2 separate regions of the Zea mays genome follow, and region 2 is linked to region 1. A link is a contact called in public Hi-C data. All regions are on one chromosome and are shown on one strand. Each heading gives the region's core, a stretch centred on a gene start, on an enhancer-like site or on the middle of the called end of the contact. The rest is flanking DNA. Distances are from core to core; before and after follow the strand shown. Region 1 holds the start of LOC542404 (MFS14 protein). Region 2 holds the start of LOC103654437 (NC domain-containing protein-related).

Region 1 (6,925 bases), core at 2,219-4,718:
CTCGGTCGTTTTGTTTTAGTGGCTGACCGGGGTTTCTTTGTTGGCCGATCACGTAGAACGGCCTTCTTACCAGCATATTTGGCTAGCAATTGATCGAAAGTAGGGCCGGCTTTTACCAGCCGACCATGTGCGTCATGTTGGCTCTGCCCTTGCGTCTCTTTCCTTTCTTTGTGTGGAGGCTGACGCCTATGGCCATGGGCGGACTGTCCGGCTGAGTCAGTCGTACCGTCTGCATGAGCACCGGACCGTCCGCACCCAGGTGTCGTATAGTCTGCGATGCTCGAGTCAAGGAGTTTTGCTCGGCTGCGTGGTTGAGCCTACCCCCTGGTGCCTCGGACTTGTTAGTCTTTCTGTCCGGAGCTTTCTGAGCAATCCCTTCTTGTGATATATTTGACGTGCGAAGATCACCAATGATGGTGTTTTTGTCTTTGCCTTTATCGGCCACTTCGGGTCGAATCAAGACCTTTTTGCATGTGGGTTCTATTTTATTGACAGGAAATGGTTGTGTCCATTTGCATCTCCTGAAAAGCCAATTGACCCTCATTTATGGTCGACTGTATCTGTCGACGAAAAACATTACAATCATTGGTGGCATGGGGAAAAAATTATGCCACTTACAATAAGCACGTCTCTTTAATTCATCCATAGGAGGAATAGTATGAGTTAATTTAATGTTGCCATTTTTTAGTAGCTCGTCAAATAACCTATCGCATTTTGCAACATTAAAGGTAAATTTAATCTCTTCTTGCCAATTCTTTTGAACCGGCTGTAAGGAAGAACATGCAGAAAATTTGACCTTTGTTGACCAAACAAACTCAGCGGTATATACATCTGTGGATTCATCATCTGAACTATCACGCTCTACTAGATGTATAGTACGGGCAGCTGATTTTGATGTCTTTTTAAATCGGCTTTCACAGGCTAAAGCCCGCTGATGTAGCTGAGCTATTGAAAAGAACTGGGTCCCATCTAATTTGTCTCTTAAGCAGGATAGCAACCCATCAAAAGCCATCCCTGCTAGCTCTTTGTCTGCGACATGGATCCGAAAGCATCGATTTCTAGTGTCTCGGAACCTCCAGATATAATAGTTAACCGATTCTTCACGTCCCTATCAAACTAAAGCTAAATCAGCTAGCCCTAATTCATTTTCCCCGGAAAAGAAATGTTCATGAAATTTACTCTCTAAATCATTCCAAGAATTAATGGAATTAGGAGGCAGGGCGGCGTACCAAGCAAAAGCGGTACCAGTAAGGGATAAAGAAAATAAACAAACACGAAATGCTTCCCCATCGGCCAATTCGCCTAGGTGTGCTAGGAACTGGCCTATATGTTCGTGTGTGCTTCTCCTATTTTCACCAGAAAACTTAGAAAACTCTGGTATCCTTGCCCCTTGTGGATATGGGACAATGTCAAACCGGTGATCATATGGCTTCTGATATGATTGCCCCACTCTATCCACACCAACTCCGAGTCTATCTCAAAATAGTTTAGCCATCTCTTCCCTAATTTTCTACATTGCACTCGGTGGCAGACCACCGGACCCTAGGCTGTGGGGTTCATTCGGTCGGGCATTGTTATGCCGACCTTCTTGCCATGACCGATTGATAATGTTGATCGGCCTGTGATCATATGGCGTGTTGTGGGTTAAATATGTAGGGGGCAGAACATACTGCCGTTGTGGTATGTAATAATTTGGTGCATAGTGTGCGACAGTAGGTTCTGTGTATGTGTATCCGATATGTCCGGTGGTACATCTGAACTGGCCGGTTGTGTTAGCTATTATTGGGGCGCCACGCGGTAGCCCTGGTGCGGTCCCGGACTATCCGGCAGAGAAAGCCGGACGGTCTGTGTAAGGGCCGAACTATCCAGACAAAAGCTCGGACGGTCCGACCGTGTAGAGGGCCGCCGATCTGCCAAGCAAGGACGATGGTGATGGTATTTGCCCTGGATATGAGTTCATCAACATACCATATAATGGATGGGGCTGCAAATCCCCATTTGTCGCCGATGTATTAGACATAAATATCATGTTACTAGTTTCATATGATGGAAAACTAGGAGCAACAGACTTCTCCAACATACACGTTAATTTTCTAATTGGTTCTTCTAACCCTCTAATCTAATGCTTCATTTGATTATGCAAATGGTCTACATACTGTTTAATAGATTGGATGTCGTCGGGTTTACTTACGTTAGGGACTTGAAGCGAAGATAGAAGAGATGTGACGTCGGTATCGCATGTTTGACAACTTTCTGGTGACGATCCACCATGTATTGTGACAAGAATTTCTCCTTCGTTTGACACATGTAGTCCTCGTATTGTTGTTGCTCATCGGTCGTCGGACTCTTAATAGCCGGCTTTAGGATATTGTCCGGGGAGATATCGGTGTGATCTTTAGAACCGGCCATTTGATGGCCTGAGTTTTAGTAGATCTAGACACATTTCCCCAACGGAGTCGCCAAAAAGTGTGTTGGCGCCGATCCAGGCGCGAAACACTGGAGATGGACCGTTTGGCGGTGTTCTCTGCGGAGGTGAGGACGGTCCGCGACCTGGCGCAGCAGCGACTCTCCTCTACGTGTGTCCGGACGGTCCGCGTCTGGGGCTCGGACGGTCCGCGATGGCGCAGAGGGTCTTCTTCTTCGCAGCCGACCTAGATCTCGCCTCCCGGGAGGGACCCCGTCGGGGAGGAGAGATTGTAGGGTGTGTCTTGGCGTCGACAGGCCACACAATACGCCTCTAGTCGACGTAGAGCCGAAGAGAGGTGAAGGATTGAGGTAGAAGGAGGCTAAACTTGGGCTAAACTAGAACTACTGCTAATGCATAAGGTAAAAACGAGAAGTGGACTTCATTTGATCGATTGTGGAAGGTTTAATCGACTGTAGCCCTTTATCTATATAAAGGGGAGGTATGGACCCGTTACAAGCCGTTTCCCGAGCTAATCTCACGGTTTTAGTTAATAAATCCTGCGAGAAACTCGGAACTCTAACTGATTCTACTCATGCGCGAACCATTCGTGCCGCCACCGCTGCCCGTCCGGCTACGCTCAGTTAACCCTGTGTTGTGCGCTGTGATTTGGTGGCATATAAAACCACATTTGCAATAAAAATTTGTAGGGATTTAACATACCAAGTGCTGCGGAAAGGAATCGTTTTCGGAGGACCCAAAATTAAAGAGGCAGATGCTAGAGCTCGTCCAGCTCAGCGCTGAGCACCTGTGTTGTCTTCCTCGTCCACGCCGGCGGAGATGAACGGCAACAAAGGCGGAAAGGCCGAGACGCTGAGCTCAAGGACGTGACACCGCGCGTACCTCGCGTTCAGTTGGCTCACACAACAGCAGCTCGCTCGCCCCAAGCTCCCGCGTCCTGATCCGTAGGTGAGCCATGCAAAGGTCGCCGCGCGCCCTGATCCATTGCACCCTTCAAAGCTCGAACCTACAAATAGCGTGCACCAGGCATCCTGGCCACACCCACACAGCAAGCCAGCAGAGCAGAAAGCAGCCGCAGCCCCAGCCCCCACAAGACGAGGCAACAATGGCGCTAGAAGCAGCCACCGCCCCCCGCGCACTCCTCGCCGCGTGCCTCGTCCTGCTGGTCCTCGGCGGCGGCACCGGCCCGTCGTCGGTGCTGCGCGGCGCCGGGGCGCAGGCCGGCGGGCAGTGCCTGCCGCAGCTGAACCGCCTCCTGGCGTGCCGCGCGTACCTGGTGCCCGGCGCGCCGGACCCCAGCGCGGACTGCTGCAGCGCGCTGAGCGCCGTGTCGCACGAGTGCGCCTGCAGCACCATGGGCATCATCAACAGCCTGCCCGGCCGGTGCCACCTCGCCCAAGCCAACTGCTGTAAGCTTGTAGCCAGGCCGCAACGGCTTCGTCTCTTCATCTCGGTGCTATGCTAAGCTTATTAATCTTATGTTTTCCTGCGGTTCGTGTTCACCATGCAGCCGCTTGAAGCAGGGACCTGGCACGCGTGCTGCAATGGATGGCAGGAGGGGAGAGGAATAAGAAGTGTTTCCATTTCACAGTGAGAGCAGTCGAGCTCCAACGTTGTCGTCGTCGTCGTCTTCTTCTTTTGATATTCAGACTCTGTCTTGCGGTCTATATCATCAGCATAATAATAATAAAATAAGTAAAACCAAACCATGCATGACCATGCTATACATGTTGCGAGTTCCAGCGAGACGGTTAACTATAATGACTGCAACAAAGGATTCTGTTCGTTTTGACACGTGATCACGTAAGAATACCGCTCAGGAGACCAACACGGATGGTCTAAACCACTATCTCCAAAGTAAACCATACTCAAGTCTTAAAACCGCAAGAGCTACAGTTGTTCTGAAATCTGAATGTAGAACTGCCCATCTGCACAGTCAGATCGAAACACCTCCGTTTCAGAGCACAGAAGATGGCGACGGGATCTCTAGAGATCAGTAATCATTCAACCGCTGCAGTATTTTCATGAACACACGCCAGGCACGATCTAAATGACCGATTTTATAAGTGCATATACTACTCGACCATAACTCCAGAACCTTGTACTCTACGCAGACAGTTTTTCTAGGAACAGAGCTTCCTGCTTGCTAGTGAGACCGAGATCGCTCAGTGACATCTGGCTCTCCAATTCAGTGAAGGCACGCCTGGGATAAGACCTCGCCTGTCCAAAGAAATATCACAATATCACTACGGTTACAAGAATTGGTCAGGGGGAGATGAAAAACTTCACGTAGAGTCTAAGGAAGATTCTGATGTCTCCCCTTAACAAGGCTCACTCGTGCCATCACACAATACTATAAAACAACATAACCGACTAACTGACCAGCAAAAATGCAATGCTGATGAACAAAAAAGATTGTTCGTGCAATTTTCGTTATTCTCCAAGTTTCTCGGCTCATACTAACTTAACTTCTTGACTGACCTGACTACTTAACAGACACCAGAGCAATTGATGCTACAAGCCTATGACAATTAACAAGTGCTTAAGATTAAGGACTAAACAGGAGATCCCACTAAACCCACGTAGATAGTTCCAAATGGTTTGATAAAATAGTTCAGATTTGAAGAGGTGGAAGTCATCATTTGTACAAATGGATAGGTACCACGAAAATTGCCAGGTGAAGTTACCAAAATAAAAGGTCCTGCAATGGTATTCTGAAACAATAGTATTTTTTTTCTTTCTTGTTAGCACAAAGTGTGAATAACCAGCTGGTGCTCATACCATATCTCCAGTATAATAAGCTATGGACTCTAACTGTACATCTTTTATCAGTAAATATTGCTTTGCAAAAACACATTGAAGGAGGTAGATGAGAATTACCAGTCTATAAGTTCCTGGTTTGAAAGTCCGGCTGATGTCTATGAAATCAAAAAGATACTGCAACAATTCCAGGAAGATTATAAGCATAATCTTCAGCAATCAGCAGGATTCTGGCAACTTAAATAATCTCACCTGAAGCCTGTCAGATTTGAGAAAGCGCCGTCCTCGACGACTACCATCAGGCATGCGGACTACCACTGTGACAGCCCCCTCGTCATTTTGTAGTGGCTCCTTAGGTAGTGATGCTTGTTTGGCTGCAAGCTTGGATTCCAACTCCTAAGAATCACTCCCAAAAATAAAGGTACGTTAGTAGTGGTAAAATAACGAAAACCTTGGAGAATATATATCTAGCATGAGCTCAGAAGGAAATCAATCTGCTGCATTACTGCTCAATTGCTAAATGATAGACATCTTATACTAAAGCAACAATAGTTTACCAAGACTTTCCTGATAATGACTGACAAATGTACTACAGTTCTTTCAAAATAAGTGGAACATTGAACACATTACTGATTGCCCAATTCTGCAATTAACCCAACCCAATTGCAGTTCAATAAACCGTATATGCTTCTGAGGCAACAAAATTATCAAAGCGCAGCAAATGTATGAATCTCAATCATATTCTGCAACTTTGACTTTGATAGTACTAAGCGAAGTACCTCTTCCTCACGTTGTTTCTTTAGCTTCTCCTCCTCTTCTTTCTTTTGACGTTCAAGAGCAGCCTCTCTTGCTGCAGCTTCCTCTACCCTGCGAAGTTCAGCCTCCTGCACAGCCTTCAACTCTTTTTCTCGATCAGCTTGGAGAGCAGCAAGATACTCATCATCCTGCAATTGAAATATTGCTAGTCATATACAGTAGTTGTACTACTCTCCAGCAGATGAATACTGCTCAGTACCTGCTGCTCCCTTAACAACCGCTGTGCCGTTAATGATGGTGATGGAGGACGTGCTACTAGGGGATAGTGAGTCGACCTGCCATGGGCTGGGAAGGAAAATGGATATGGTGCTCCTTCAGGAATCCCACCAAACATTGCAGCCTCAAGCATAAGAGCTTCATCACGCTCTTCAGAAGAAATACCACCCCACTTGAAATTAAAACAACACTGTGAGTTGATGGAACTATAATTTGCAGACCATAGCTCAGTAGAGGCATGATGATAACTGAATACCTCTACTGAAGGAAACCCCACATTACGCTGATGACCAATTTGAACATGAGGTTGGGGACTTGAGGGCGGGCTGTCAGCCCTTTGAACAGTTTCTGCTGGCTCAATAGTTCTGCCTCGAAGTCGCCTAGAACGAGTCCTAACTAAAGGTTGTTCTTCACCATCTTCATTGTCCTCTTGGAAGTTCTCTTCATCTACTGTTTGCTCAGAAGTTCCCACTTCTCCTGTAGTTAGTCCTCGCCTACAATAAGAATGGACATGTATGAGGAATCAGCTGCTACCAAGTATATTCCAATTAGACACAGATTATACTTACAAAGGTTAGGAAAAGCTCGCTAAAACATTGCATGAGAAGTGACCCACACAAACAGGGAAACAATATCATATCCCACACGATGCATGGCTTCCATGCAAATGAAACCATACAAAAAAACAAATGATAGGGGAACAGAAAT
Region 2 (6,925 bases), core at 2,350-4,849, 140 kb before region 1:
TCCATGTCCATCCATCGTCATGATGATCGACGCGAACTGCACTATCTGTTTACAAAAGTTGGCTCGAGTCAAGGTCTCTGGACTTTAAAAGTAATATTTATGGATCCCTAAACTTGATAGAGGTTCCTAAACATTCACGTAATCACTGCAGGTCTGCAGGTCCCTAAACTTGACAGGGGGTGTCATCCAGGTCCCAAATACCGTAGATAATTTTGGCACAAAATTTAAAAAAACAAAAATCTAATTTTAGGGCACTATAGCTACATATTTTAGGATATTTCAAAAATTGTGCCAAAATTTCGGATGAAGATGATTTTTATATGAAAATTCTAGCTCTCGATAAGATCTATAACTTTCTAGTTTTGAGTTTTTTTTAATGTGAGGTCCCTACGATGGTCCAAAAATCAAATAAATTTTCAGCACTATAGTATTCGCGTGCAAGCGCTTGTGGCCTTGGAAAAGTCATATATTTCTTATATGCTATCAAATGAAGATACTTTTAATACGAAATTGTAGCCCTCGATAAAATCCACAACTTTCTAGTTTTGAATTTCTTAATTTAAAGTCGTTAAAAAAGATTTGAGCAGTATATTAATCTAACCGTGGATAACCGCTTGTCGCCTTAGAAAAACCATATCTTTTTTGTATGCTACCAAATGGAGATATACTTATATAAAAATTGTAGCATTCGACGAAGTATACAACTTTTAGTTTTAAGGGTTTTTTTTAGTCGAGGTCGTTAAGATACTCAAAAAAATTGAAAAATGCAAAACCGTTGTGCAAGAACCGAAATCAGAGTTTTAATGATTATTTTTTTCAAGTGTCTTAAATACCTCAAATTGAAAAACTCGAAACCAGAAAGTTATAGATCTCGTTGAGTGCTACTCCATCCGTTCATAAATATATGACATTATTGACTTTTTAAAAACAACTTTGACCACTCGTCGTATTAAAAAAATCATGAGTTATCATTTATTTTGTTGTAGTTTGTTTTATCACTTAAGGTAGTCTACGTTTGACTTAAAATTTTACTTTTTAATAAATATTCTAAATAAGACGAGTGGTCAAAGTTTTCGAAAAAGTCAATAGTGTCATATATTTGTGAACGAAGGCAGTACAACTTTCATATATAAAGTATTTCTATTTGATAGCATATAAGAAAGATGTGATTTTTACAAGGCGACAAACACGATTAATATACTATCGAAAATTTATTTATTTTTTAACCATCTTAGCGATTTTAAATTAGAAAAACTCAAAACTAGAAAGTTGTAGATCTCGCCGAGAGCTATAATTTTTATATAAAAGTCATTTTCATCTGAAAAAGATATAATTTTTTTGGAATATCCTTAAAAAATATAGCTACGGTACTCCAAAATTAGATTTTAGTTTTTAAATTTTGTTCCAAAATTAAATACAATATTTGGGACCTTCGTTTGCATATAAACTCCAAATTGGGTGGTTCAAATTGCAAAATGTTCACAAAATTATTCTCTATTTGTTTAAATTATTATCTTTCACTATATGCATGTCTTAATTTTATGTCTAGGCTATAGGTGCATTTAACGTAATGGTTTATTATTTAAAAGGAAAATATAAAAAGAACACTAATGATAATTAAGTGATTAATAATCTCAGGAAATATATGATCCCACCCCTAGAATAACTTTAGTAATTCATTTAGATAAATGAAGTTAAGTTATGTGATCCACTGAGATAAACAGCAACTGGAGAACCACAAACCTCTAGGTTTATTAGTTTACCCTAGAACCTAGATTTCACTTTTGTGTTTATACTTTTCAATTGAACTTGTGTTCACTTGGTTGCACATGTTTGGTGTACTGTTCTTTTATCATTTCCCAAATATGTTGAATGAATGATTGCTTTGCGTAGACAACGAGCAGCACGAGGTTTCTAAGTGTGTTAGAGTAGATTTCCCTGAACAACAACCTTGTGAAGGCAAGTGTCCTCTGACCCATTATGTCCTATTTACTTTATAATTCACTATCCTGCATTACATAATTAAAACCTAAGGATTGACTAGCTTTGTATTTACCTTGTCCTTGATTACCTTTTGGGTTAATATGGTTAGCTTTATGCTATTGCTTTACTTTAATCAACGAATATGATGAGAACATTTATGCTCAGGAAAACCACCCAATGCTCAGGAAAACCACCCAAACCTATATCATAGAGTGATATGATGATGTTATCTTGATTATGATGAAGAACTTGTGATAATTTAGGGGACTCAGACTATTTCTTGAGTACCTTTCCGTAAGGACTTTTTCGTTGAGAGACCACCCGGGATAACAGTACAACCATGAGAGTGGAATAGGACGCTATTAGCTGATTAATTAGATGAACTTGAGGTGTAGTTGGCTTTGTCGTAGGGCCGTCAATGGGGTCGGGGCATAGTGCTTGCTCTGCTAAGGGTGAGATATACCACCCTTGCTATAAAAACCACCCAACCCCAGGTTGTCCCCATTGTCACCAATGCTCAGGAGAAGATGATGGTAACATGGAAGATTTTAAGGAGTTTGAAAACTTCGATGAGTTCTAGTCATGTTTAGTGGCAAACCCGAGTTAGATGCCTGTGAATCCCTTATCTTTCTATGTTTCGTATTCGTACTTTGATTATGATAATGACTATGTTTAGTTAATAACTCTGTGGATGTCTTAGATATCTTGATGTAATAAAGTACTATTTCCGCTATTATTTTGAATAATGTGTGATGATGTATAACTATGTAATTCCTGTGTATGTGAGTTTCTGATCTTGACACGTACATGGTTCGCATTCGTTTTGCCTTCCAAAACCGAGTGTGAGAATAGCTGATGTCTCCACCAAGATCAATTAGGTTGTCTCCAGCAACTATCCTATTATATTCCATATCATATTTTATATTTTAAATTTACTCTGTAAACTGTAGATAATACAGTATTAATTCCTTATTTCACACGAACTGCCGCGAACAGCCTCATCAAAAGGCCGGAACAGCGGCTCCATCAGTGGCGCACCCGCATGCAGGGCAGGTATAGATGGCAAAACGGGCCGGCATGACCCGTGGTCAGCACGGCCCGTCAGGCCTGGCTAGCGAAGCGTGCCGTGCCAGATGGGCCGACGTGCCGCTACCGCGGCCCAGGTACGTCCCGTCAGCCTGCTAGTCGTGCTGGGTCCGGTGGCAATATGACCCATCTAATTATATTGTATAATTTAGCAAAAAAATATGTAGTTGTGGGGAACAAACTCACAACTGTATAAAACACTTAAACACATCCATCTAGCCAGTGCGGCTACAGTTTTATTGTGTTATATGTTGAATTCTTATACTTAATATATGTAAACTATTATTTTAAATAAAAATGTAATCGTGTCTTGCTCGTGCCAGCACTACGGGTCGAGATGGTGGCCCAGATATGACACTATAGTCGTGCCGTGCCAGACACTGGCACTATACTAGCTGGGCCGGATCGTGCCTGGACCGTGTTGTTTCGTGTCGTGTCTGGGCTGATCCATCGTGTTAGTGCCAAATGGCCATATAAGGGCAGGCCCTCGCGACTGACCGGACCACGACACCCTCGCTTCACCTCCTCACTCGCGTCGCGCCTCCGCTTCCATGTCATTTGACAGCGCAACACGGCGCTGCAGGGTAAAGCTCTCCCCCGCTCGCCGGTCTCTGTGCCCAGGCCAGCAGGACGAAGAAGAAGCCGGCTGGGAAGACCCAGGCCTGACCGCCTGAGCTAGGGGAGAGGAGGACGACGACGACGACGATGGGGCTGCTGTCTCAGCGGGTGGAGCGGTCGGAGATGGAGCCCGGCGACCACATCTACACCTGGCGCGCCGGCTACACCTATTCCCACCACGGTACGGCGCACTAGCCGCTCTGGTCTTCAGTATCCCTCCCGCCCCGATCTCCTCCTCCTCGGCTTCCCAATCCGGCCCTGGAGTTGTCCATTCTCTTGCTTTTAACCTGTGCAGTGGCCATTGCACCTGTGAATCCAAGAGCATTGCAAATGCTCTTGACGCCGGAGTAATAATGCTGTGCCCATCCAGCCGGCGTCCGGACAGAAACCACGCTGCCCGTGGTCACCTCTCTCGCCAGCTCATAGTCATAGCTCTGCCCTTTCTTATTTCGTTTTCGTTGTATGAAATTGCTTGGACTTTGGACATTTCTGCAACCGCTGCTTGTTCATCAGAGTAGAGTACTGACAATGAACTTCCTCACGGGATCAGATATCAATTAGAAACCCATTTTGTTTACCAAAGAATCCTTACCGCCGCCGTCTTTACTAACTTGGTCAGCTCGTCGTCACTAGATCCGGTGACCAGCAAAGATATGCACATGCATGCATTCCTCACCTTTTGCTTTGCATCTCCTTATCAGCTACAGCACTGGCCTAATGACAGCCAGCGGCTGCAGTTATAAAAACAAAATTACTGTAGAAGTCGTAGCAGTAGCCGAATTAAAACCGCAGTGCATCCCAAAGCGCGTAAAAGATGCATCTCTTCCACATCATGTCACTCTACGCGCGCTGCTACAGGCACCGACATTTTGTGCCCGCACGTTATGGACGTCCTTCCTCCCTACACACCCAGATCACCACTGCATGACATATGTGTGGGGAATGGCATGCCGGCTAGCACGCATGTGGGAGTGGTAGCATGGATAGCACTTCTCCGCATGGATGGACAGTGTTTTCTCTTACACCTTTTGTCACGATCTTGCCAGTAAATCTTCTGATTTGGCAATAATAATGTCGATCTGTAATCGTTTCATTCGTCGTTTGAGATCCAATCCAACTTTGTATCTCAACATGCATGGTCATTACAGCTTGAGTAATTAAGCCATGACGAATGTATTCATTAGGGCCTATTTGGAAGGTGATAGGATAAGGTAGCGTGCCATGTTCTTATCTGACGCGCCAGGTGTTGCATTGCATGGATGATATGGATCCATCCATGACCCAGGGATTTACGTCGGCGGCAGCAAGGTGGTGCACTTCACGCGGAAGAGGGAGGCGGGCGGCGCGGGTCTGGACTCGGCCATCGCCGTGTCCAGCCTCCTCCTCTCGCGGGGCTCGGACGAGTGCCCCACCTTCCCGGACTGCGGCTTCCAGCTCCCCGACAGCGGCGTGGTGCTGACCTGCGTGGACTGCTTCCTCGGCGGCGGCGCGCTGCACCGGTTCGAGTACGGCGTGCCGGCCGCGGCGTTCCTGGCCAAGGTCCGCGGGGGCACGTCCACCACGGCGCGCGCCGACCCGGGCGACGCCGCCGTGCGCCGCGCCATGCACCTCCTCCGGCACGGCTTCGGCGACTACGACGTGTTCGAGAACAACTGCGAGGACTTCGCGCTCTACTGCAAGACGGGGCTCCTGCTCCTCCCCGCCGCCGCGGCTGGCGGCGGGGTCGGGATCGGGAGGAGCGGGCAGGCCGCGGCCGCCCTCGGCGTGCCGCTGGCCGCGCTCTTCTCCACCCCGTTCAAGCTCGTGGCCGCCGGCCCGCTCGGCATGGCCGCCGTCACCGCGGGCGTGTACTGCGCCGGCAGGTACGTCACCGACATCGGGGTGAGGACGGACGTGGTGAAGGTGGAGGTGAAGGACCTGTCGGCGCACCTCGGCTGGCGCCGCGCCAGGGCTCAGGAGAAGAAGAAGAAGCAGCAGCAGGAGGAGGCGCCGGCGGCGGCCAAGAGCTTGCTTCCGCTCAAGCGGAAACGGGAGACCTGCGTTTGATTGGCGTGCGGTTGCAAATAGATTTGATTTCTTCGTCTTTAGTTACTGCATAGAAATTAATAAGCCCGATATAGATAGATATATGTCCTAGCGTTCTTGCCCGATGCCCCGATCGATATTGTTCGTTGTTCTTTGTACGTACTCTGTATCATTCTAAGAGTTTCAGTTACTCCTACATACATTCTTCATTACTGCAACAAGATAGTTGAGAACACAGTTGTTAATTGAGCTGAGCTGTATGTCTCGTACTGTTCCACAATAGAATGCGAAGGCATGCATGAGGTCCACGACATTTGGTCCATTTCTGAATTATTCTAGATCGACTCCTCAGTGGTGGTTTGGTGGTACTGTCAGTCAGTCAGTATGAAAGTATGACTATATAACCTTGTCTTGTCGGTATTCAGGGGGTGTTTGGTTACACCCGTTGTCCCATCGAATGTTTGAACTCCGTTCCGGGTATTAAATGTAGTCGGATTATAAAACTAATTTGTCAGCCGAAGATTAAAAGACGAGACGAATCTAGTCTAGTTGGTTGGGTCTTTATTTCATACTCCTATTTAAAAGTCAAACGCTTGATGTGACTCGAGCTAAACTTTAGCAGGAGCAACCAAACACCCCCTCAGTAGAAGATGATGCGTTGGACGTACATGTACATCGATCACCATTCACGGACACACGCACATGATTGGGGGAATGACAGCCCGGACAGATCAGGGTCCAGAGACTCGTTCACCTCCGTCCACAGTAGAAACTTGGCAGGGCAGGCAGAACATCAGTCCTCTATCCCCATGTGGAAGCAGATCTGGATTCTGGCTACAAGTCATAGAACATGGTAAAGCTGTCGGTTGTTCCTCGCGAAATTACCCGGGCGCCCCGCTGTCCCAACACTTTATTCGGCGCCTTTAATCATTGTCATTGACACTCCGTATACCATCCCCACGCAGGCTCTCCTGCCACCTTCGGGCTAGTTCGAGATGAAAGGTGACTAAACCCAGACAGAACTCCTCACATATAACTAAACTAGTATCTTTTCCGTATGTTGCAACGGTAAAAAAAATATTCTATAAAATATTAGAACATAAGGATTACATAAAACAAACAACACATATTATCATTAACCTTAAACTCAAACTCTTTGTCATCAATCAATACAGAATTAAACCGGTATAAATGAAATTATACTATGATGTAA

Evidence for each region. A called contact is a pair of places that touch in the nucleus more often than the background predicts.
Region 2: a contact with region 1 is called in a Hi-C map of tassel, with 4 times the contacts expected there. The contact joins the promoter of LOC103654437 here to the promoter of LOC542404 in region 1. A contact is called at or near these places in 10 of 25 Hi-C or Micro-C datasets (bundle sheath, ear, endosperm and 3 more).

Annotation. Positions count from the first base shown.
Region 1 is chr4:201,187,802-201,194,726 of Zm-B73-REFERENCE-NAM-5.0, reverse strand. LOC542404 (MFS14 protein) reads left to right here and starts at 3,468. Exons shown (of 2, transcript NM_001308146.1): 1 at 3,468-3,834; 2 at 3,936-4,131. The coding sequence starts at 3,531. The coding sequence ends at 3,943. It overlaps LOC100383567, which reads right to left. Exons shown (of 11, transcript NM_001176215.1): 6 at 6,474-6,711; 7 at 6,201-6,389; 8 at 5,965-6,129; 9 at 5,438-5,581; 10 at 5,306-5,362; 11 at 4,274-4,645. The coding sequence ends at 4,532.
Region 2 is chr4:201,324,681-201,331,605 of Zm-B73-REFERENCE-NAM-5.0, reverse strand. LOC103654437 (NC domain-containing protein-related) reads left to right here and starts at 3,599. Exons shown (of 2, transcript NM_001323539.1): 1 at 3,599-3,868; 2 at 4,973-5,961. The coding sequence starts at 3,775. The coding sequence ends at 5,733.